7 separate regions of the Mus musculus genome follow, and regions 1, 3, 4, 5, 6 and 7 are each linked to region 2. Evidence: chromatin contacts called from public Hi-C and promoter capture Hi-C data. All regions are on one chromosome and are shown on one strand. The core of a region is the stretch at or near the end of the contact, and the rest is flanking DNA. Distances in the headings are between cores, read along the strand shown. Region 1 holds the start of Jph2 (junctophilin 2). Region 2 holds the start of Chd6 (chromodomain helicase DNA binding protein 6). Region 3 holds the start of Pkig (protein kinase inhibitor, gamma). Region 4 holds the start of Dhx35 (DEAH (Asp-Glu-Ala-His) box polypeptide 35). Region 5 overlaps Dhx35 (DEAH (Asp-Glu-Ala-His) box polypeptide 35). Region 6 holds the start of Actr5 (ARP5 actin-related protein 5). Region 7 holds the start of Ralgapb (Ral GTPase activating protein, beta subunit (non-catalytic)).

Region 1 (2,868 bases), core at 79-2,578, 2.3 Mb before region 2:
CTTGGACCTCAGCTTTTTTCTTTTAGTTTCTTCTTTTCTTTCTTTGTTTCCTGTTTCTTTCTTTGTTTCCTTGTTTCTTTCTTTGTCTCTTTCTTCCTTCCTTCCTTCCTTCCTTCCTTCCTTCCTTCCTTTCTTTCTTTCTTTCTTTCTTTCTTTCTTTCTTCGGTGATTTCTAACCTTCCTCCATTCCAGCCATGTTATGAACACACACACACACGCACACACACACACACACACACACACACACACACACACACTTCCATGAGCAGGAAGGAGACTTTCCTCCCCTCTGCACTCCTCACACAGGCTGTGGGCTGTGGTGGAGTGAGATTCATTTTAGAAATATTCAGGATCGTTATTTTTGCAATATTCCCCTTCCCAAGCTTGCTTCTGCCCCAGCTCCTTAAGAGCACATAAGGCCAGGCTTCAGCGGCTCCTGTGGCAGGAGCAAAAGGCTTTGGTGAATTTCTAGCACCCAGGTCTCCACCAACTTCTAGTAAGAAGAAATACATCTCCAAGACAATGAAGACACCGTGGTCTTGGCTGAGGACTGTCAGCCCTAGAAGTGCTTTACACTCCCCCAACCCCCTCTCATGGGTTCTGGGGTTCGAATGCATGACAAGTACTTTATCAACTGATCCATATCCCCTGCCTCCTGAACTAGTTCCCTTTATCAGGGTTCTCCCCCAGTTTTCTGAGCTAGGGCTGGGGTAGAAAATGTAAGCCCAGAATGCCTGCTTGTTTGCGTTTGCACCCTGGTTAGACCCTCTCTGATCATTCTGAGTTCCACTCTGCTTTCAAAGGCATATGTGCAACCGTCCTCCATTCCTTTCTCTGTAGGTCACTGGATTCTTCAATGGGATTGGCAGAGGGACCAAAGCCCCAGGTCCTGCCTCGGCATGCTCGAAGTGGTAGGGCCCCATGTCTGCCACCCCCTGAACTCTGGGGATACAAAGTGGCCCTGGATAAGATGGTCTGCTGGTCTCCGTCTCTTCTCCCTGCCTGCGGAACCTGGGGACTTCTAGATGGGAGGCAGCTCTGATCCACAAGAAGGCAAGCCACCAAGTAGCTAAGCTGTCCACACTTCGTTCTCAGATTTCCTGCTCAGCCCCCTCGGGCCACTGCCTGGGTCTGCAGGCCCAGCGGATTGGAAGCCCCCCTCCCTCCCTCCGGCTCTGAAGGAGGCTGGGCCAGCCAGGGGGTTATTTTGGGAGCAGCTTCTGAGATCCAATGGCCTTGTTAGGGCAACACTGACCTTTCTATCCTGGGAGGAAGGCAGGGCTGGAGAAGGGGCGGGGCAGCTGGGAGATCTGAGCCGCATGCCCACTGGGGTGGATGAGAAGGGGGCCAGCGGCTGCTTCAGGGTGGGTGGCGACAATTTAGCCTCGGCTGGGCTGCTAAACCGGGAACTGTCCCTCTTTGAAAAGACAGGACCCCTCAACTCCTTTCGTTGCTTTTCTTAAGGAGAGCACACCAGACTCCATGGAAGCTGGACCTGGGACGCTTTGTGGGAACTTGGAGTCTCTTCGGTCGGCTTCCTTTTCAAGTTGCTGCCTTGTTGGGGTGACTGAGGAGGCCTCCCAGCCATGGCACTGACCAGCGCCCCCACTGCTGACTTGGCCTTTGGGCTTTTGCTGCCTCTGTTGGCATCTTGCTTTTTTCCACCTCTAGCCCGGTGGTGAGTCTAGGGGCTCAACCTGAAGGTGCCTGGAGAACATCAGGTACCCCTACGCCCAAGCTGGAGGACGGAGGAGTTGTCAGGAGCGAGGATGAGATGAGCGGGGGCCGCTTTGACTTTGATGATGGCGGGGCGTATTGTGGGGGCTGGGAAGGGGGAAAGGCACACGGGCACGGACTGTGCACCGGCCCCAAGGGCCAGGGTGAATACTCGGGCTCCTGGAATTTTGGCTTTGAAGTGGCAGGCGTCTATACCTGGCCCAGTGGGAATACCTTTGAGGGATATTGGAGCCAGGGCAAACGACATGGGCTTGGCATAGAGACCAAGGGGCGCTGGCTCTACAAGGGGGAGTGGACGCATGGCTTTAAGGGGCGCTACGGAATCCGGCAGAGCACAAACAGTGGTGCCAAGTACGAGGGCACTTGGAATAACGGCCTACAGGACGGCTATGGCACGGAGACCTACGCAGACGGAGGTGAGTCTTGCTCATCCCGCAGAGCTTGAGGGGGGTCCTGAAGGGACGGTGGGGAACAGCAGTGTAGTTGGCAAAGAAATAGATGGTCTAAGGTGATAGTTCCTGTGTGGCTTTGGGTAAGCTACTCTGCCTCTCTGTATCCATTTTCTTATCAGAAAAGGTAGGGCACTAAGGCAGTTCTTGAGGACCAGCAGGACTGAAGAGTACAAGGCTGTCCTACAGATGGACACTTGATAGGATGTAATCACTTCTCTTTACTCTCGAGGTATGTAAGCAGCTAGATTTTAGCTTGTGTTTTAGCAGAACTGGGGGCTGGCCTCAACTTTGCTATGAAAAAATTTTCACGGGGTAGATCATAAGAGTGTTTATTCATTCGTTTCTCCATCCATCTATCCATCCAACCACCCAACTTTCATCCACCCATCCCTCCACCCACACATCCACCCATCCATCCTTCTCCCATTCACTCATCCGTCTACTCACCCATCCCATCCACCAGCCCACCCATCCCTTCTTGCATTTACCCAGCTTACATCTACCTGTCTACCCACCCACCCACCCACCCACTCATTCATCCATCCCTTCATCCATTCACCTAGCAGCTATTTACCTATTCATCCATTCATCCACCAACTCACCTATCCATGGATCCATTGATCAATACATCCACCCACCCAGCAGCTATTTACCTGTCCATCCATCCATCCATCCATCC
Region 2 (3,135 bases), core at 77-2,576:
ACAAACTGCTCTTGGAGTCATCAGACTCAGATCATTCCTGCTTTAATTAAGATAAAGTGAGCTTTTAAAGTCAGAGTCCAGCCAGTTTTGGACTTTTTTTTCTTCTTCTTTTATTTAAGTATTCACTGGGGAAACACTCCAGATGGGACAGGCAGGAGTGAAGAGGAAAAGTGATCACCAGGTCCCAGAGTAGGGAGGATGCTATGAGGAATATTTAGCTAGGCAGGATAGGCTCTAAATTCCTCCTTGCCCTAATTGTTCCTCCCCCATCTCTGGTCTGATGTCCTTCCTCCCGCCATCTGTTTTCTTTATGGCATTTATCACTACCTGCCTCTGTGTTCATTTATTTATTTTATTTATTGCTTTTCCTTTGCCTGTTCGGTGAGTGCAAGGGCTTTGTCCTATTGACCGCTACATCCTCCGTCTCAGATCAATGTCAGGTATTTAGTGGGCACTTAAAAATTAGCTGCTAAAAAACGAATTACGGAAGACAACAATTGGTTGAATCTCTGTCATATGCTAGGCCCTGTCCTTGAGGATGCTACAAGGATGGTAGTGGAGATAGGCCCGAAAATAAACACACCATGGTTCCACTCCTGATGTTACTGAAGCATATCCAATGCGCTGCAGGATCCTCAGGGCTGGAAAACTCCCGGGGTGTGCAGGGCCCTGGGAAGACGTTCCTAGTATGCTAGGGAGCCAGGCGGATCTGCAGTATAAGCAGCTGGAGACTGACGACCCGGCTCCTCGCTTCCCTCGGCCTCTCAGCATCTTCTTTTTCCTGTCCGTTGGGACCTTCACCTCTCCTCGAGTGCGCGTTGCAGGATCTGGGCGCCGGCGGGGCGCTCACGTCGTGGGACCCCAGTACATCTTCTCCCACCTCCGGAGAGCCAATCCCGGGTTTTCCAGCTTGCTTGCCCACTACCTGCGAGACCTCCACCTGCAGGTTGAGCCCCAGCCGCGGGCCAGCGCCCAGGTCCTCGCCCCCTGCTTGCAAAACAGAGCGCAGCACCCCGCCCCGCCCCCTCCGCCTGCGGGACCCCAGCCCCGCCCCGCCCCCGCGGCCCGGCCGCTTCATTCCGGGGGGGCGGGCCGGGAGCTGCGCTGTCTGCAAGGCGGGGAGATCTAGGCTGGGAGGCGGAGCGGCTCCGACATCGACCAATCACCGCTGCGATCACATCCATGCAAATACGAGCACAATGGAGCAAGCCCATCACTCGCTCCTGCAAGCAAGCTTGAAACGGGCTTCTGTCTGATCGGCAGCCCACACGACCAATGAACCTGTGTTTTGGGCAGGCGAAACCCAATAGCGCGGCAGGGAAGGCGGGCCCAAGCTGGGTTAGGGTGTCCTTGCAGGGTGTCTGAGCTAAACTTCACCAAATAATAGCTGTTTGTATTTTGGCTGCTGCAGGAGCCATTTTAGGTAAGTTCTTCTCTTAACTTTTTATTTTCCTGCCTGGCCCCGACAAGCTGGGCTTGCCCGCGGGGACCCTGTCTCCGCCCCGCTGGCCGGGATGGGGCTGCCCTATGAATGGAGCGGGGCTGAGGGGCCGCGGCGGCGCGAGGCCCGGCCGGGCAGGGGTCCGAGCGCGGCCGCGGGCGTTCGGCCAGGCCGAGGGCCCCGAGGCCTGAGGCGAGGGGTTTGGCGTCCGCCCCTCCCGGCTGCCGCGCGCTCTGGCCGCCCGCCCTCCGTCCTTGGGAGAGCGCCACTGCGGGGCCACGCGCCCAGGCTTGGGGTCCTGCTTCAGACCCCAAGCGCGGGCCTTTGCGGCGGGGCGGGGCCTGCCAAGGCTTCCCAGGGGACCCCGGCGGCCCACGGCGCGTGAGGGCCACCCCCGCGCCCGCCAGCCGCTACCGCCCCCGCGGAGAAGTTGCTCCGCTCCGCGTCCTGCGTCTGTTTGCAGGGGTGGAGGAGGGTGGGCCGGTGCCAGGCTGCTGCTCCGGGAGGGGGCGGGGGCCCCGGCGCGTCCCCGGGTCGCGCGCCCCTCCGGCCGGCTCCTCACGCACTAACGCGCACTCGCCCCCGAAAATTTGAGCCCTCAAGACTCCAAGCCACCAAGCTACCCCGCTGCCAAGTTTGGTGCGTTATTAGATTGCATGTTAGAGCTTGCAAAGAAATTAGAGAGAGGGAATATGAAAAAAAAAAAAAGAAAAAAATCTGTTTCCTTCAGGGTATTTATTTCTCTTCTCTGTTGAGAAGTAACGGAGGAATGTCCTTCCTAAAATTTCCAGGGACCATGCCTGTCAGATGTGGAGAGGGGTTGGCAGCTCCTTGGGTTTTAAAACGAGGTTATTAGGAAATCCCCGCACTAGTGAGATAATTGAAATGTGAGTTTGTTTGCAGCTTCAGTTTTATTTGATCCAATTAAAAATGCATAAGCATGCACTTTATATTTGTGTACATAGAGTATTCCTAGTTTCAGTTATGACTAATATGACTGTGGTTTCACGAGTGTGGGATCTAATAAGGCAGTATAATTCAATTTTGAGCTCGTAGGCCCGTGTTCTCCAAATTAGGCTTTATAGACCATTAGTAATCTGGCCAAGGTTTCTAGAGAGTCTCTGGCATCTCTGAGCATCTTTCTCCGGGGCTTGTTTGTGCCTTTTTTGCCACCCCTCAAGAAACTGTTCATTTCTGCTGTAACAGATCCATGAACAGAGAAAATAGATATTTTAAATATTGACAGTTTTCAAGAGTGTCTGAAATATTTTGCCTAGGATTTGATTATTTCCCAAATGGTATATAAGAATACCATGCCAGTAGGCCCTCATATTGGCATACTCCATGGGGATCTGCTTATGGTGCTTTTGGAAAAGTCTGGACAGACACCATGCTTTCTTTCAGAGCTCTGAGTGCTTGACTTATTGTAAGGGAGTGAGCGGGTCTGTCTCATTCACTGTGGGTAGCACAGTAGTTTAGTTGGAAGCCAAGTTGGAAGATCAGGTTGGCAGCCTCTGAGAGAGTTTTTTGTGAACTTTGTGGTTCTCTGGCAACAGAAGGATTTGAGATGTGTGTATGATAAAATGATTAGGCATGAGTTGTCATGTAGCCTGGTTTATGCCAACCAGAGCAGGTGGTTTCACATAAGGGGTGTATCCATCCCTTTAACCAAGGGCCTGGGAAAATGTGAAGCG
Region 3 (2,810 bases), core at 183-2,682, 2.5 Mb before region 2:
GTCTAAGATAATTGTCAATATCTGTTTTTTTTTTTGTTTTGAATCGCCATAAAGAACTGGCTGCAAAGCAAAAAATAATAGCAAGGAGACCAAAGAGGGTGAGAGGTCTACTTCTGATCAAGGGCGCGCATAGAATCGCGGAAGCGCATGCGCACACGCTCACCCGCTTCTAATTAGACGCCTCTGCAAGCTCACAAACTCAGGAGCAGAGACATGAGAGTCAGGAGTTCAAGGCAAAGCCTCAGCTACACAGCAGCATTAATCAAGACCAGACTGTAGGCCACAAAATCCTGTATTAAAACAAACAAATCCCTTGAGGGTTCACAAAAAATAAAAAGCAAACATCCTAAAACTTTACCCATAACGCCACCTCCGACCCTAAAAAAAGTCTGTCAAGAAGAGCCGAGGCTTATCCTTCAAACATCAAGTAGACACTCTTGCTACCTTTTGGACTCCCTTCCAGCCTGAAATTCTTGGGAGAGTCTCTAGAAGTTTGGCTGTCTCCTCAAGGCACCGTTTTCCTAACACTAGGCACACACACCAGACTAGTCTTCTGGCCAAGACAAAAGGCAAGCTACATACCTCCTTTTGGAAGTAACCTTCTAGTGTAATCCTCTCTCTCTGATCACCTCTGAAGGTCTACAACAGCCTCCACTGCATTCAGCTTCCTGTACGTGTAAAACCATAGCTCAAATTACACCAAAAACCAGTCCATAGGTCAGTTTCCTACGGGCAGGAGTGGAGTTCCCTAAGGACAAGACGTCTCATTCACTTTTTTTTTTTTTTAAACCGCTGGCGATCAGCCCAGGCCCTGGTTCTCAATAAATACTCAATGATGCTCCTCGTAGTAGTAACAAGAAAAGCGCCCATGTAGTGAGGATTTTAAATATAAAAACACGTTTTGATCATCTTATAAGACAGGTATTATTATCCCCATTGTGCAGGTGAGAAAACTGACTCAGAAATAAGTCCGATCTCGCCGACCTCCCACCACCACCACCAACGAAGAGCGACACACGCAGACGTTCTCTTCAGTTCCTAGCTACTCCGCGACCAACCCTCATAAAATAGGAGCTTTTTAAAAATTACTATTTAAAAGGAAAACTTTCGAGTGAGGCTCCAGAGATACATAGGAATAAAAGCGGAAAGCGCACCCACCCGAACTCGGCCGGGGTCAGAGGGCGTCGCAGGCGCCAGCTCGCGGGCCCAAGGGACAAAGGTCCGGCCCTCTGTCCTTGCCTGGCGTCCCCGCGACCCGTTCCTCGCCGGTCGCCCGGCGGACCGCTCCTCTCCGGGTCACGTTCACCCGCTCTACCGCCGCTTACCTGCCGCCTTGTCGCCTCGTAGAGCCCCGGCCGCCGGCGCGAGCGCCTCCCCGGGGCCGCCTGGCGCCCGCAGCCCGCCGCCGAGCCGTTGCCTAGGCGACGCGACTGCCGAACTCCCGCGTCGCTTGCTCTACGGCGGCCGGGAAGGGACGCGACTGGGAGCAATGGGCGGAGGAAGGAAAGCGGTCCTGAGGCTGGGGTCTTAGCTCTCCAGAGAGGTGGCCAGTGAAAGATGAGCATGGAGGCCATCGAGGCTCTAGGTGAGGGCTTGTCCCTCGGATGTTTATGCCACCAGATGTAGCTTTTTTTTTTTTAATTACTTTTTTGATGGTGGTACACATGCTCTATTACTGAGCTACAAGCCCAGCCCTCTGACTGAAAATAAAGACTAGAAAAATTGATGTGGAGTGACAAATTCCTCTGTCATAATCTCTGAAACGAAGGGGTGTGGCAAAAAAGTAAAAGTTTTTTGTTTTTGTTTTTTTTTGGGGGGGGGGGCACGAAAATTTAAACACCAGAATTAATTTCAGCATGGGAAATAATTAATTCATATTCAGCAATTAGGTTTCCTGGGGGAAATCCTGCAAATATAAGGGACCCTAAGTTCAAAGGGTGCTCCTAGCTGGTGTGGAGCTCGTATCCACTTGGGGGAAAAACTATGAATTAGACTAAATCTGAATTCAGATTAAATCAGTTGATTGCTACCACTAACAGAATCACAGCCTTGGATGGCAGCCTTAGAGCCAAATCAAAAGATTGCCTTGCCAAGGAGTGGCTAAAGGAAGGGTTTACAAAGATGGACATCAGCAGTGGGCATCACAGTTATCTCATGCTTGGTGGAACCCACAGCTGGGGGAAGAACTGGCTTTCCTCCTCTCAGTTGTTTCTCATCCCACTGTACAGAGGGAAAGGGTCCGCCTCATCCCAGTCCCAGAGCCATAAGCAGGTTTACAGAAGCCAGAGCAAAGGGGTTGACTACCTCACAGAAGCAATGTCCTGTTTCCTCTTCTTGTCTCACATAGGGAAGGCCTGTAGGCCCCTAGGATTCTCCTGCATTTTAGGTCAGAATGGCTTCTTAAGCTATTTAAGGAGTTCTTGGTACACCTTAAGTTCCTTAGTTATTATAGGAGAGTCACATATAAATTGTCACACAAGCTAGACCACTCAGGGGAAATGGAAAGTGTCATTAATGACTGAGAGAGTGGTTTCTTCCAGGACAGCCAGGGCTACACAGAGAAACCCGGTCTCGAAACAAACAAACAAACAAACAAACATATCACTAACTTGGGGCTATGTGGTTAAGAGGACCTATCACACTCCCAGAAAACCCTGTTTCAATTCCCAGCAACTGCATGATACCTAACAGCTGTCTGTAGCTCCAGTTTCAGGGGATTTTTATGTCCTCTGGCCTCTGTGGGCACCAGGCACATACATGGTGCACAGACATGCATGTAGACGAAACATTCATACACATAAAATAAAATT
Region 4 (3,239 bases), core at 192-2,691, 2.3 Mb after region 2:
AGAACAGTTCCAGGTTCTTTAACCAAAATGGTACCCGGGTCTGAGTTTTGGCAATTTATCCAAGCCTCTATTAGACTTAACTCTTTGGTCTGCTGGTTAACTCTTGAATAAGTTGGTAACTCATTACTTACTGGGGTGGACAATCAGCTGATGCCTGAAAATGCTGAGTCATGAAAGTGACAAACGAGAGAGTCAGGGTATGTCTTTGTGACCCTGGCTGTCCTGGAATATACACCAGACTGGCCTCAAATTCAAGAGATCCTCCTGCCTCTGCCTCCCAAGTGTTGGGATTACAGCCATGGACTACCATATCCAGTTCAGATTTAAAAAAAAAAAAATAATTATGTGTCACCTTCATGAGTTTATTTCTCTAACACTTAGGCACATGGTCAGATTTCCAGGGAGCATCTAAAACACTCTTTAAAAGCTGTCCCTTGTTGCCTTTTCTGTCTCAAACTATCATCATCACAATATAATGTATACACCCAGATCTTCTGGAGTGCAGGTAGAGGAGAAAAAAAGAAAATGTGTAAAAAAGTAAGGGCAGAGGCTGGTACCAGTTAAGAAACAGTGTTTTGGTTTAGCTTGGTTTGGTTTAGTTTATAAGAAAAGCGTGAACAAAAGGCGCATCCTACACAGATCATGGTCTGGTATTTCAACAAGAACCCGACCTGAGAAAATGCAAAAACAAAAGATGGTGACTTGTTAGCCTACAAAACAGGAAAAGTGACAGCCACTAGGAAGGAGGGCGTTCACTTTGTGGTAAACATTCAGAGTGGGCAAGACCTACCCTAAAACACTGGAATACATTTTCTCTTTTATGAGCCATTAAGTCGGACTACGTACTCCCCCTACTCCACGCCCACGGGACAGGTGTTCGTATTCCGCCCACTTCCCAGGTGAGGGGAGCGATGTTCTGAGGGATGGGGGCAGAGTTCAAGGTTCTCCATCTACTGATGCAAGGCAGAGAGGCAGCCTTGAACCTGGGCGCTCTGACTCCATAACCCAAGCTTCTAAGCCACTGAGCTGCACTGCCTCTCGAGCCCCAATGCTGCCCCAGGACTTCAGCAAGATACACACGGGCGCTTCAGGACTCTACATCTCAAGAGGTGCCGAGGAGGCTAAGAAACTCCAACAAGGTCACCCAGAGTTTCCGCCCAGCTTAGGGAGGCCTTTGACTTCCTCCGGACCACCGTGGGCTGCAGCATCCTTGCGCGCGGAGGAGTGGTGCCCAGCCCTCCCCCGGTCAGGCCCACGGGTGGGTCCCCAGGCCGAAAGTCATGTCCGGGCATCTACCCAGGCTCCCTGCCCTGCCTTACCCGGTTTCCAGAATTTCACTGGTCCCAAGGGCGCAGCCATGCTGGGGTGAAAGGTCACGAAGAAGACTCCGCCCCTCTAGACCCGCGCGAGTCCCTCCGGGCTCAAGGGGCGTGGCCCGCCAGCAGCCTCCGCGGGGGCTGCGGGGGGCGGGTAGAGCGAAAAGAAGCCACGCCTTCCGGCAACACCCCCCCCCCCCACTATGGATCACGTGATCGCAGCTCGCTTTGGCTTGCCTTTGAGGGCCTCTCCTTGGCCCACGTGATGCCGCGCGGCCATATTGTCTCTCGGATTGGCTGCTCTACCCTGCTTGGACACTCTGGGTTGCCACTAACTTCTAGGAATGCGCTGCTGTGTTCCCAGGCTGTCACTCACCAGCGTTAAGAGTGTGAGCAGAGGCTGGGTTTCCCCGGTGAACTGAGAGATGCTCGTGTTTACATGCTATCGCAGCTGCGTCTCTTTTAGTCTCCTATTTTCATACTGAGAGATAATAGCGGTAACGACCTCCTGCGTCTGATGATTCAGTTAATGCTGCTGTGTTCCCTGGAACTGTAGCTTCTTGTTTCCCAGGCGAGGGTGGGGCTGGGTAAACTGTAAATGAATAAACGCTGGATAAACAGAATGATGCTTATTATCAGCAAGTAAAGCCGAAATGATACAGGCAACTTGTGGTCTTCAGAGAAATGTCGCAAAGTGGGAACGCAGGAGCACATTGGGCCGGAAGATGAGACTAGAAATCAGATCAGTGAGGCCAGTGCATTCACCCAGTGTTCCCTCCAAGGCAACCGTTTATAAATCAAATGCTCTTTTTCTACCTCCCCATCCCCCACCCCCACCTCCCGCACATCAAGTCATTGCAGGACTAGGTGCATCCTCTCCCACTAAGACAAGACAAGTCAGCCCAGTTAGGGGAATGGGCTCTGCAGGCAGGCAACAGACTCGGGGATAGCCCCTGCTCCAGTTGTTGGGGGACTCTGCATCAGATACAGCCCATGCTCGCTCTTTGGTTGGTAGTTCAGTCCCTGAGAGCCCCCAAGGGTCCAGGTTAGTTGACTCTGGTGGTCTTCCTTTGGAGGCCCTGTCCTCTTCTGGGCCCTCAGTCCTTCCCCCAACTCTTCCACACACTCCTCCCCCACTCCCACCCCCATCCTCAAGCTCCATTTAATATTTGGCTGTGGGTCTCTGCATCTGTTTCCATCCTCTACTGGATGGAACAGTTGTGCTGGGCTCAAGGAAGCCACAAATTAAGAGGCTTTAAAATCTATACATTTTTAGAGCTCCAAAAGAAAATGCTTCATTCTTTGAGGGAAATGGCAAATTACGGAAAGCGTTGGAAACAAGTAACCCTGATTCAGAATCCTTAGCTTGCCCATCACCTGGCTGACATTTAAGCTCAGTTGTAAACTGAGCTTTAAAGAAGTGTTAAAGGAGATGAGGGGCAGAGGACCTAACACAGTGCAAGACACTGCAGGCACTAGGTCGGAATCGGCTCTCATTAGCTCAACTGCCAGGGCAAATATACCACACGAGCAAAATCTGAGTTTATGTCACGTTCGTTTCTAGATTTGATTTGTTTCCTTAATAATTAAATGAAGTTCAGCACATGCTAATCCTTCTGTGGAGAATGCTTCACCCCTGCTTTAGATCCTTGAAGGAGCAGCTCCAAGACCTCTCTCCTTCCACTATCAAACATTCCCCCTGTAGAGTAGGACTTGCAAGCCGATTTTACCCTAAGACTTGTGCAATTGAACTAAAGTTAATCTGCCTCTCTTTTTATGCTGGGAATTCCTTTTTTAAAATAATTTTATGTATATGATTTTGCCTACATGTAGGTGTATTTTTTTATATTTTCATTAAAGTCCTTCATATAGAAAATAACATTTATACATGAAAAACGCCTTTGTAGCCAGGCGGTAGTGGTG
Region 5 (2,891 bases), core at 38-2,537, 2.3 Mb after region 2:
CCTGTACATCGGCAGAGTCCACCTTCTCTACCGTGAACAAGAGCTCTGGGATTCTGGGACCACATGTACAACATTATGATACAAAGTTATTTTTACGTTTAGGAAGGACGTTCTACTTCAAAAGCATAGAGAGTTGAACAGTACCCCTTTACAAAAGCACTCTCCTTTACTTCCAAACCTTGCTTTTCAAATGCTTTTGTCAGCAAAACGAAAGTAGCAAGCATTTGGGTAATTACTCTCAGGCCCAGTTGCTGTTCACTCTGCATAAGGCAGAGCGCTTCAAGGAAGCAAGAACAGCAAAATAAGCAAAGAAAAATGTAAAAATAAATCACCAGAGCTGCCCTAGACTCTGAAGAAGGATCTCATCACAGAGAGCAGAATTCATACAAACCTAGTTTTTAAACCAAGGAGCCAAATGCAGTCACACCCAGGATCCTGTACTTGCTTGTCCCACAGGAACAAAAGGTGACCTCAAACCGGAGAAGCACCCCGAGGCACAGAGATGGGGGAGGAGGGGAAGGATAGAGAGTCAGGGGAGGACTTTCTGAAAACCAGATCAAAGGGTGGGGAGAAAGGAAGGCTTTTCTGAAATCACTTTCCCTGTGTATTCAGAAAGCCTATGGATTACACGCCAAACCCTCCCATGTAAGTCAACGCTGTACTGACCGCTGTACAGATACACACCCTCCTTACACACAAGCATCACGAAGTCTCCATTTAGACCAGAAGGCTGCAGTTAACTAGAGAGGAAAATGAATTACAGCCAAGTCTCCTGGAGAAACACTACTATCTGTAAGAACTTTAGAAAGGTTTTCCTGAGAAAAGAGACAACCAATATTCTGGACTGTGTAACATAAATTGCCAAATGCATGGGTCTAGCGGGAAGGTTCTAGATGGCAAGCAAGGAAAGAAGTTCTTTAGCTTTAAGAACATTGTGGTTACTGTTCTGTTACCAAGACAACCACATTCCCCAGGCACACCACTGACCAAGGCAGAAACAAGTCATTAGCTGAGAGGCTGGTCCCACTGAGAAGATGCTGAGAGAAGCAGGTGTTGATTCTCAGAGACAAAAAGATGTGATGACACAGGAAAGCTGCAAAGGCCCCAGAGCCAGGGGCACAGAGGTCAAGAGGGGCAGAGGCCTCACGCAATGGCCCTGGAGACTTCAGAGGTAGGAGGGACCTGGATCAAGACCAAAAAACAGGCCCAAGAGGGACATATGCCCCTGCCGTGGACCATGGGAGGCTCAGGAAAGAGATGAGCAGAAACTGAGAAAAGCTACACAGGAGCTGCCAAGAGTATCAGGAGGATCTTTGTGGTTATAGTACTGTTACCAGGACAACTACACTCCCCAGGCACACCACTGGCCAAGGCAGAAACAAGTCACTAGCTGAAAGGCCGGCCTCTCTGAGAAGATACAAAGACAGACAAGCCCAAGGCATCAGAGGTATGCATGGCAAAGCGGGAAGCAGATCACGTGTCTAAGAACGGAGTAGCTGAGAACCAGGCAGAGTAGGAGTGAGAGCAGAGGAGCTAAGGAGAAGCCTTGGAAAGTTCTGGAACACCAAATTATCTGAGTAAAGAAGAGCTGCAGGCTCTGAAGATCTGCTGGCAATCTGAAGGGTGGGCACTAACCGTTGCTTACTGTCCCTGGTCTTTCCCAACCACGCCCTTGCTAAAGCAGCTACGACTAAAGGCTCAGTGACCTTCCACCCAGATCCACTTGCCCAGCTTCAGTCCGTATCTTATCACATGGCTTCTTTGACACCAAATGCCGGTGTCCATTTCCACTTTAAAAAAATCATTTGAGTTAGAGCTGGAAGATGGCTCAGCGGTTAAAAGCAAATGCAGAGGTGCCAGGTTCAGCTCGCAGCCCCCATGTGCCAGCTAAGACTCACCTGCAATTCCTATTCCAGTAACACTCCTCTGACCACCTCAGCACCAGGCACACATGTACTGCACAGACAGACATGCAGGCACAACACACAAAATAAAATTACCTAAAACTAAAAATATTGCTGAGAATGGTGGTGCCTGTCTTTACGTCCCAGACCTTGAGAGGCAACGGTAGGGAGATCTCGGAGGCTGAGGCCAGCCTAGGCTCCACAGAGAAATCCTGCCTCAAAAATAAATAATTCCTTAGCCACACAATTACTATACCTACAACTCTGCAATTCCTCAAAGAAATAAAGGTTCCCCTTCATGTCCCAAGTCTACCCACACACTTACATCCAGCCCCACTAATCCCTAGGAAACCGCGTAAAAGAGGAATGGAAAGACAGCGTAAGTGGGTGCTGGACACAGGAGGGCATTAATGACTTGGAACTCCATCTGCACACTAAGAAGGCAGGAAGGTAAGCTCTGTGGGCATGGGCAGTGGGGGTGGTGGATGTCTCAGAACCACTCCCAGTGAAAGAGACAGACAGACAGACAGACAGCAGCTCTGGAACATCATGGTACCTGTGCCTAGCAGTGCCAGCAGGCTGAGAGGAAAGCTCATTAAAGGCCAGGACTGTCTACCAGAATTTCACTCTGTGCCCTCAGAAGTTAGCACGGCTTGTGATACAGAACTGAGCCAACTATTTGCCATCCATGAATGATTCTCAGGAGAACTCTGCAAAGGCAAGCGGGGATCTGATGGGCCGTGCCTCTGGGTTCAGGAGCTGTAAGAACACAGCCCATTAAGCAGAAAGACAACACTTGATGCACAAGTCTATGCTCAGGGGTCTGACACAAGGCCCAACATTAGGTTAGAATGGAGGTGGTAGGCAGGAGGTGGTTCACTGAGCCAGCTGGGGAATCCTAGCAAAGGAAGGAAGGAAGTGGTGGGGTCCCTGGGAGAGCTGGATTTGACAGTGAGTTCTGCCAGGAGGGACAAATGTCTGCCCTGG
Region 6 (2,917 bases), core at 311-2,810, 2.5 Mb after region 2:
TTGTGGTAGAAGCTGAAGAGGCTGTCTATCCCATAGGCAACCTTCGGGATCCTGTAGCATTCGAAAAGGAGCTCCGACATCATTTGACGGGAGTAGAGGGGGTTACACACAGCCTCTGTCAGAACTATGGGATGATCAACGCAGCCCTACTTTGAAAGACAAGCACAAAGAGACAAACGGAAGCATGCATGAAATGCAAAAATAACCCCAAATCCTTACGCAGGACAGAATTTACTTTTGAACTCTAATTTAAAACACGAGGTCGTGGAGGGAGACACTCAAGGCCAGACACGAGGACTAGAGAGAACACATTAGAACCCAACTCTGTTTCCCAGCACCTAATCTCTGACTCCAGTCACAGAAGATCACCTGCCTAAGGCACCTACACTCTTGTACACATTCTCACACATATAACTTTGAAATAATACATCTTTTAAAAGGTGCTCACGGGCCATTTTAAAGAATACATTTCATCTCTATTGGAGATTATTTTGGGAAGCCAAAATAACATGATCAATTTAAGCTTTTCGTAGGTCTGTCTGTCTGTTGGTTTTTTGTTTTTTTAAGATAAGGTTTCTCTGTGTAGCCCTGGCTGGCCTTGAACTCACAAACATCTGCCTGCTTCTGCCTACCGAGTGCCCGGATTAAAGGGCCGTGAACCCATGCCCGGTTCATTTTAAGTTTATTAAGTCAAGCTTTGGCTAAACTGTTAACTGATAAACCCCGTTGGTTTTATCTTCAAAATACTTCCAGGATCGGACTGGTGCTGGTAAAACTCATCTCACTTGGACTATTGCAAACTGGACCCTTGTGCCTGAGACAGCCCATCCTCTGGAAGATAAAGACTTCGTGGTGTACCCTTAGCTCCTAGCACAAGGCTGACGAACTTGTGTTCAATACCCTACTGCCTGGCATGACGGCTGAAGCCGAGCGCGCCCTGCCCGGCAGGCCCTCACCTGCGAGGAGACGCCGAGGTGCTGGAAGCTGTAGTCCAGCAGCAGTTCCTGCAGTTCCAGGTTGACCGGGACGTTGCGATCGAAGGGCGAGCGCAGCATCCAGCGCAGAGGCTCCAGGCTTCCCAGCGCGTTGCCCACCTGCGGCCCCGGCCCGCCGCGCGCCCCGCCGCGGCCGCGCGCACACACGGCGCGGAACTGCAGGCGAGGCTCGGGACCGGGGTCCGGCCCGGGGCACGCCCACCCGGCCCGAGCCTGGAACGACCCGTTGTCCAGCACCAGAGGCACCGGCTGCGACCCGAAGGCCACCGGCCCGGCTTCGAGCACGGGATCCGGAGCAGAGCGGGCATCTCGGAAGCGGAACACGTTGGCCTCCATCTTGGCCAGCGCCGGTCCCGCCCCGAAGCCGAGTGCGTCACGAAACCCCGGGCCGCGTCTGAGTCTCTGGGCCCCGAAGCGTCCGGAAGCCTCCTCCTTACGGGAGGACTCGCTGGTTTCAGCACCTGATTCCCGCCTGGCGCTCCAGAACTTTCTGTGGGTTTCTATTCCCCGCTGATCCAGGCCTCAAGTCCAACCGTAGCTCCAGCTTGTCCGCAACAGCCTCCTTGTGGCCACGCCTCTTCGCGCTAACTGGCTGTCCACGAGCCCCGCCCCCAGCTCCGAACATGGAGGCGTAGCCACGCCCCTTGCTCTAACTAAGGGACCAAAGGCTCCACCCACACTGGGCTGGACTCCGCCCCTCCCTGTCCCCTTACTCTCCCTTGGTCTCTGTCTGCATAGCCTTGCAGATCTAGCCCTTAGTTTTGTGACCGTGTTAAGCTAATCTCCTTCCCCTTTGACTTCTTTTTCTGTTCATTTGTTTATTTATTGCGTGATGGGTGTGGGAGCGTGCCAAGATGCCTGTTCTCTTCACCCAATAGGTTCCAGGGATGGAACTCAGGGCCCTCAAGGGCCCAGTCAAACTCCAAACTCTGAGGTACTACTAACTTCAGTTTCTGGGAGTGGCAGCTAAAATGAATATTTAGTGAGTTTGTAAAAATTCATCAAGCTGTCTACTTAAGATTGAATATTTCACTTTTTGTTTTGTTTTGTTTGGTTTGCTTTTTTGAGACAGGGTTTCTCTGTGTAGTTCTGGTTATCTTGAACTTACTCTGTAGACCAGGCTGGCCTCGAACTCAGAAATCCGCCTGCCTCTGCCTCCCAAGTGCTGGGATTAAAGGCGTGTGCCACCACTGCCCTGCTTTGTTTTTGGTTTTGTCTTTGTTTTTGTTTTTAATCATGTCGTTGTATCTCATGCTGGCCTTCAACTCTCAGCCATCCTCCTGTTCCAGCCTTTTATGTATTAGGGTTATTGACATCTCACACACACACACACACACACACACACACACACACACACAGATACACACACAGACACACCAGTTTACCCCTTGTTTTGGAGTGCATTCTATAAAAGCTTCTGGAATACAGAAGAGGATATGGGAGATAATTTTTTTGAGACTGGATCAAGTGGGAGATAATTTTTTTGAGACTGGATTAAGTGTCTTCATTTTATCCATTGCCTGATTGAACATTTGACTGAATTCCTACCAGGACGGCTCCACCCGATAAGATTGCCCTGAAAGCCTGCTGACCATCCTCCCCTCTCCCACCCACCACCCAGCTTGCAGCTGTTGTTTGGGGCTTAGACACCCTGATCACCACTCCAGCATTGTTTTTTTTTTCTCTTTCCTCTTTCCCCAAGCACGCCACGACAACTCAAGTTTTCTGTTTTCTTGATTGCTGTATTTTCTTTCTTCTTTTAAGCTTTAGCCCTGCACTTTGAAGGCTGGTTTATTTACATGACGTTTTAAGAAAAGTGGCAAAAAAAAAAAAAAAAAAGCCGGCCTTGGTGGCGCACGCCTTTAATCCCAGCCCTCAGGAGGCAGAGGCAGGCAGATTTCTGAGTTCGAGGCCAGCCTGGT
Region 7 (3,227 bases), core at 709-3,208, 2.7 Mb after region 2:
ACATCGTGCCTTGTCATGGATAAGAATTCAACATTTTATTCATCTGCTGAATAAATGAATAAACTTAACTAGAGTATTCCTAAGGAAAAAGGAAAAAAAAACCCTAATGTTAAGAACAGCAAATATCTTTTATAAAAAAAGAAAACAGATGCCTCTGCGGCATGAGGTCTATGACATAAAGGGACTAAACACTATATTCAAAAAATGTTTGTCGGCCTCGATGTCAAAGTACTCCAAGAGGGAGAGACAGACAGACAGACAGACAGACACCAAGAAAAGCATGGTCCCTGCCATCAAAACCTTACAGAAGAGCTTAGGAGTACAACACAGAAAAACATGTGGTCAGCTACTCTACAATAATGCCAAGATGGGCAGGGCTCAGGGGAGGCAGAGGATCTTGAAGGGACTGTTGAGAGCTGGGCAATAGACAGAATTGATGCATATGAGAAGGTGTATGTGTTCGGGTAGGGTGCTGAGAAAACACGGAGGCCTGTCTTGTAGAAAGAACAGTGTATGCAAAAGTCCAGAGGCTAGAGAAACCATAACCATGAGTGCCGTATATTATGGGAAATTGTAAACCAACAGTTTTTGCAAGGAATGTATACATTTTTTTTAAAAGCTCTGCTAAGAATCCATAATTGGGTCTCACCCTCAAGGAGGCCTACCTACCAAAGGGGTGGTAGTCTGTGGATCTAAGGAAAAGTTCTCTCTTAGTGAACAGCTACCATCCTAGCACTCAGGAGGCTGAGGCAGAGAAATGGAGAGTTCCAGCAATAGAACAAGGGCGCGCTGGGGGGAAGGGAGTGACAATATGAATTTCTGCCAGTGGAATCCACGATCTTAACAAGCATCCTCCTGCACACATAAACTGGAGAGGCACTGTCAGACCTCTGAGATTACATGCTTTCACACTTGTCAAACCTCACTATAGCCCAGAACCACTAGGGGATCTCCGGAAAGACAAATACTAGAAAGATACTAGTATTTGTCTCCCCCTACCCTCTAGACATGGTGGTTTAATTAGTTTGAGGTGCTATGGCACCAGGAATCTTTTCAAAACTCCCCAAGTGATTTTTACCGTGCATCAAAGTTGGACATCCAATGACCTAATTGGTTAAGAACCTGGATCGGACTGTCAAGGCTGCTTGAGTTCAAATTACCCAGCTCTATGACCTTGGGCACCAAAGGCGCCCGATCGCTCTGGGCCTCGGTTGCCTGGTCCGTAGAATGGGGTAACAGTCCTGCCGTGCAGGGTGCTCAAATTCCCTATCTGGCCTGGGCCTGGCGGAAAGCAAGCATTTGCGGAGGGTGGCTGTTTACTCTCCTCGCAAGCGTCACCGTGCCCTGGGCAGTAGCATCCTCACCGGACGGCAGCAACTCCACCTGCCCCTCGGTGGACCGCATCCTCCCCGGAGTTGCCGCTGCCACTCCAGACCCGCCCCTGTCCCCAGGCTGCCAGGGGGGCGCTCCGCCAGTCCGACCCTCCCGGGTTCGCTCACACCCGGCAGAATCCGCGGGCCAGGACTGTGCTCCCGCGCCCGGTGCGGCCACTTCAGAACCCAGGAATGCGCCCGCCGACGCTCGGCCCCGGGAGCAGCGGAGGTTCAAAGAGCCCCTGCCTCAGTAGCTGCTGAGGAGAGGGAAAAAAAAAAAAAAAAGCACGGCGAGAGGGGAGGGTCCGGCCGCACCGCGCCGGCCGCCGCGTACCTGAGGCGACGGGCGGGGCCCGCATCGCTGGGCGGGCGCACCGCGGGCCGCACTCGGCCTGCCGCCTCACGCGACCCGCGCCATCCGGCCCGCGCTGCCACTGCCCCGGCCGGCCCTCCACCGGCAGTCAGTCCGTCCACCCGTCAGTGACTCTCCCAGGGCGCCCAGGGGACGACGAACACCGGTCGCTTGGCCGGCCGGCTGGGCTCCGTTCAAGCAACTTCCGACTGCCAGGGGCGGTGGCGTCAAATAATTCCCCAGCCGAAGGGACTACTGCGCCTGCGCGGCGCTGCTGACCCGCGACTTCTGAAGGGACCGAGTGGGCAGCGTCAAATAAGTCTCCGAGCCTGGAGCCGGAAGCTGCGCGTGCGCAGCCGTCCCAGAGGGCCGCGCGAAGCGCGATTGCCCACACCGCCCCCTTTCGGGCTTCGGTGGAGTGGGAGGAGTAAAGTGACGGACACTTACGTCATCGCGGTGCCAGCTCCAGAAGCAATCTGGCTTCTACATGTTCTTAGTGCAGAAGAGTAAGGGGCTTCTCTATGAAAAGTTGGCTACCATTCAGGCTAAAGGAATGTCTCACATCTCAGCATTGTAGCTCTTCCTTTGCCCAGCCCCTTATTACATGGGCGCAGCATTATTATGGGCAATGTCCTCGCCAGGCCTGACGTGCTTTAAAAGGATGATTCAGAACCTGTCACCAACGAGTTGTATCTGATCGGGGAGATAAGCTATTACTAACAAGAGATACAAGTTCGAGCACCTGCCATGCACCGGACGTTTTGCAAACAGTACCACTGTCAAGAATTTCGTTTCAACTTCCACGAGGAAAGTAACAACATTTTAGACGTACTCCCCACGTGTCAGGCTGAGAGGAAAGAGGGATGGAGACAGCTTCATAGAGAGCCTGGCCTTGTGACTGACCTTGGAACTCAGAGGTGGAGGGATCAGGGTGTTAGGCTGTGCAAAAAACACATTTGTATGGAAAGCAGAGAAAACGGTGACTGTCATCCTCAGAAGAGACCATGAACCAAGTAGGAGTGAAGAAGAAACTAGTGCCCTCGTAGAAGAGATAAAACAAGGATTCTTTAAGACCACAACCTCACCTACAGGAAGAGGGGAAGGGGTGGGTAACAATGTGCCAGGACAGTGTGTGGATGAAGCAGTAAAGTTCAATTAGACAGTTTTTGATAAGTGCTTTATCACATGGTCACTATTCCAAGCCCCTCTCTCCTTCCCACTTCTACACTACAGAGGCCAAAAAGCAAAGCCCCCTCCCCTGCTTGACAGCATACCAGTGAAACAAAGTTCTAGTCCATAAAGCATAAACCAAAGTTCCAAGGGAGACTTAGGATATAAAGGAAGTCCTGAGAAATTTTGTGTCCTTCAACTTTCCCCAACTTCATGATTGGAACCATGGTATAATACAATGCCAGGAGATGTGGCAGTCATTCTGAGATCTTGCAGAAGACTCTACTATAAATGTAAAACAAGGCAAAGAAACCTGCCTCTTTAGGACACAC

The links. Promoter capture Hi-C pulls out the DNA fragments that hold promoters and counts their contacts. Hi-C and Micro-C count contacts between places; a contact is called where the count stands out from the background.
Region 1: a promoter capture Hi-C map of hippocampal neurons shows a contact between it and region 2, with 7 times the contacts expected there. The contact joins the promoter of Jph2 here to the promoter of Chd6 in region 2. A contact is called at or near these places in 4 of 39 promoter capture datasets (the 3T3-L1 cell line, cranial neural crest, hippocampal neurons and 1 more) and 2 of 115 datasets of contacts at active chromatin or transcription factors (astrocytes and embryonic stem cells).
Region 3: a contact with region 2 is called in a promoter capture Hi-C map of cranial neural crest. The contact joins the promoter of Pkig here to the promoter of Chd6 in region 2. A contact is called at or near these places in 2 of 39 promoter capture datasets (cranial neural crest and frontonasal cranial neural crest) and 2 of 115 datasets of contacts at active chromatin or transcription factors (embryonic forebrain and epiblast stem cells).
Region 4: a contact with region 2 is called in a Hi-C map of B cells, with 8 read pairs. The contact joins the promoter of Dhx35 here to the promoter of Chd6 in region 2. A contact is called at or near these places in 5 of 39 promoter capture datasets (cranial neural crest, embryonic stem cells, hippocampal neurons and 2 more), 2 of 484 Hi-C or Micro-C datasets (B cells and CD4 T cells), 2 of 115 datasets of contacts at active chromatin or transcription factors (astrocytes and large pre-B cells) and 3 of 9 other capture datasets (adipose tissue, liver and pancreatic islet).
Region 5: a contact with region 2 is called in a promoter capture Hi-C map of embryonic stem cells, with 3 times the contacts expected there. The contact joins the enhancer-like site here to the promoter of Chd6 in region 2. A contact is called at or near these places in 4 of 39 promoter capture datasets (the C10 cell line, embryonic stem cells, hippocampal neurons and 1 more) and 2 of 115 datasets of contacts at active chromatin or transcription factors (astrocytes and neural tube).
Region 6: a promoter capture Hi-C map of pre-B cells shows a contact between it and region 2, with 5 times the contacts expected there. The contact joins the promoter of Actr5 here to the promoter of Chd6 in region 2. A contact is called at or near these places in 4 of 39 promoter capture datasets (the C10 cell line, embryonic stem cells, frontonasal cranial neural crest and 1 more) and 3 of 9 other capture datasets (adipose tissue, liver and pancreatic islet).
Region 7: a promoter capture Hi-C map of pre-B cells shows a contact between it and region 2, with 4 times the contacts expected there. The contact joins the promoter of Ralgapb here to the promoter of Chd6 in region 2. A contact is called at or near these places in 3 of 39 promoter capture datasets (cranial neural crest, liver and pre-B cells).

The regions. Positions count from the first base shown.
Region 1 is chr2:163,396,433-163,399,300 of GRCm38.p6, reverse strand. It overlaps Jph2 (junctophilin 2), which reads left to right and starts at 1,328. Exons shown (of 6, transcript NM_021566.2): 1 at 1,328-2,153. The coding sequence starts at 1,775.
Region 2 is chr2:161,107,277-161,110,411 of GRCm38.p6, reverse strand. It overlaps Chd6 (chromodomain helicase DNA binding protein 6), which reads left to right and starts at 1,326. Exons shown (of 37, transcript NM_173368.3): 1 at 1,326-1,423.
Region 3 is chr2:163,657,008-163,659,817 of GRCm38.p6, reverse strand. Pkig (protein kinase inhibitor, gamma) reads right to left here and starts at 1,432. Exons shown (of 4, transcript NM_001039391.2): 1 at 1,326-1,432.
Region 4 is chr2:158,793,009-158,796,247 of GRCm38.p6, reverse strand. Dhx35 (DEAH (Asp-Glu-Ala-His) box polypeptide 35) reads right to left here and starts at 1,441. Exons shown (of 22, transcript NM_001372513.1): 1 at 1,320-1,441. The coding sequence starts at 1,359.
Region 5 is chr2:158,831,932-158,834,822 of GRCm38.p6, reverse strand. All of the region lies in intron 12 of Dhx35 (DEAH (Asp-Glu-Ala-His) box polypeptide 35), which reads right to left. Among named protein-coding and RNA genes, the nearest start is that of Dhx35, 39 kb to the right of the region's middle. Within about 2 kb of position 1,287, at least 48 of the 459 cell types and tissues checked have an H3K27ac peak or open chromatin away from gene starts, as enhancers often do. A contact at or near this core is called in astrocytes and embryonic stem cells, where this site is marked.
Region 6 is chr2:158,623,556-158,626,472 of GRCm38.p6, reverse strand. Actr5 (ARP5 actin-related protein 5) reads right to left here and starts at 1,560. Exons shown (of 9, transcript NM_175419.4): 1 at 957-1,560; 2 at 1-146. The coding sequence starts at 1,331.
Region 7 is chr2:158,408,584-158,411,810 of GRCm38.p6, reverse strand. It overlaps Ralgapb (Ral GTPase activating protein, beta subunit (non-catalytic)), which reads right to left and starts at 1,958. Exons shown (of 30, transcript NM_001291138.1): 1 at 1,708-1,958.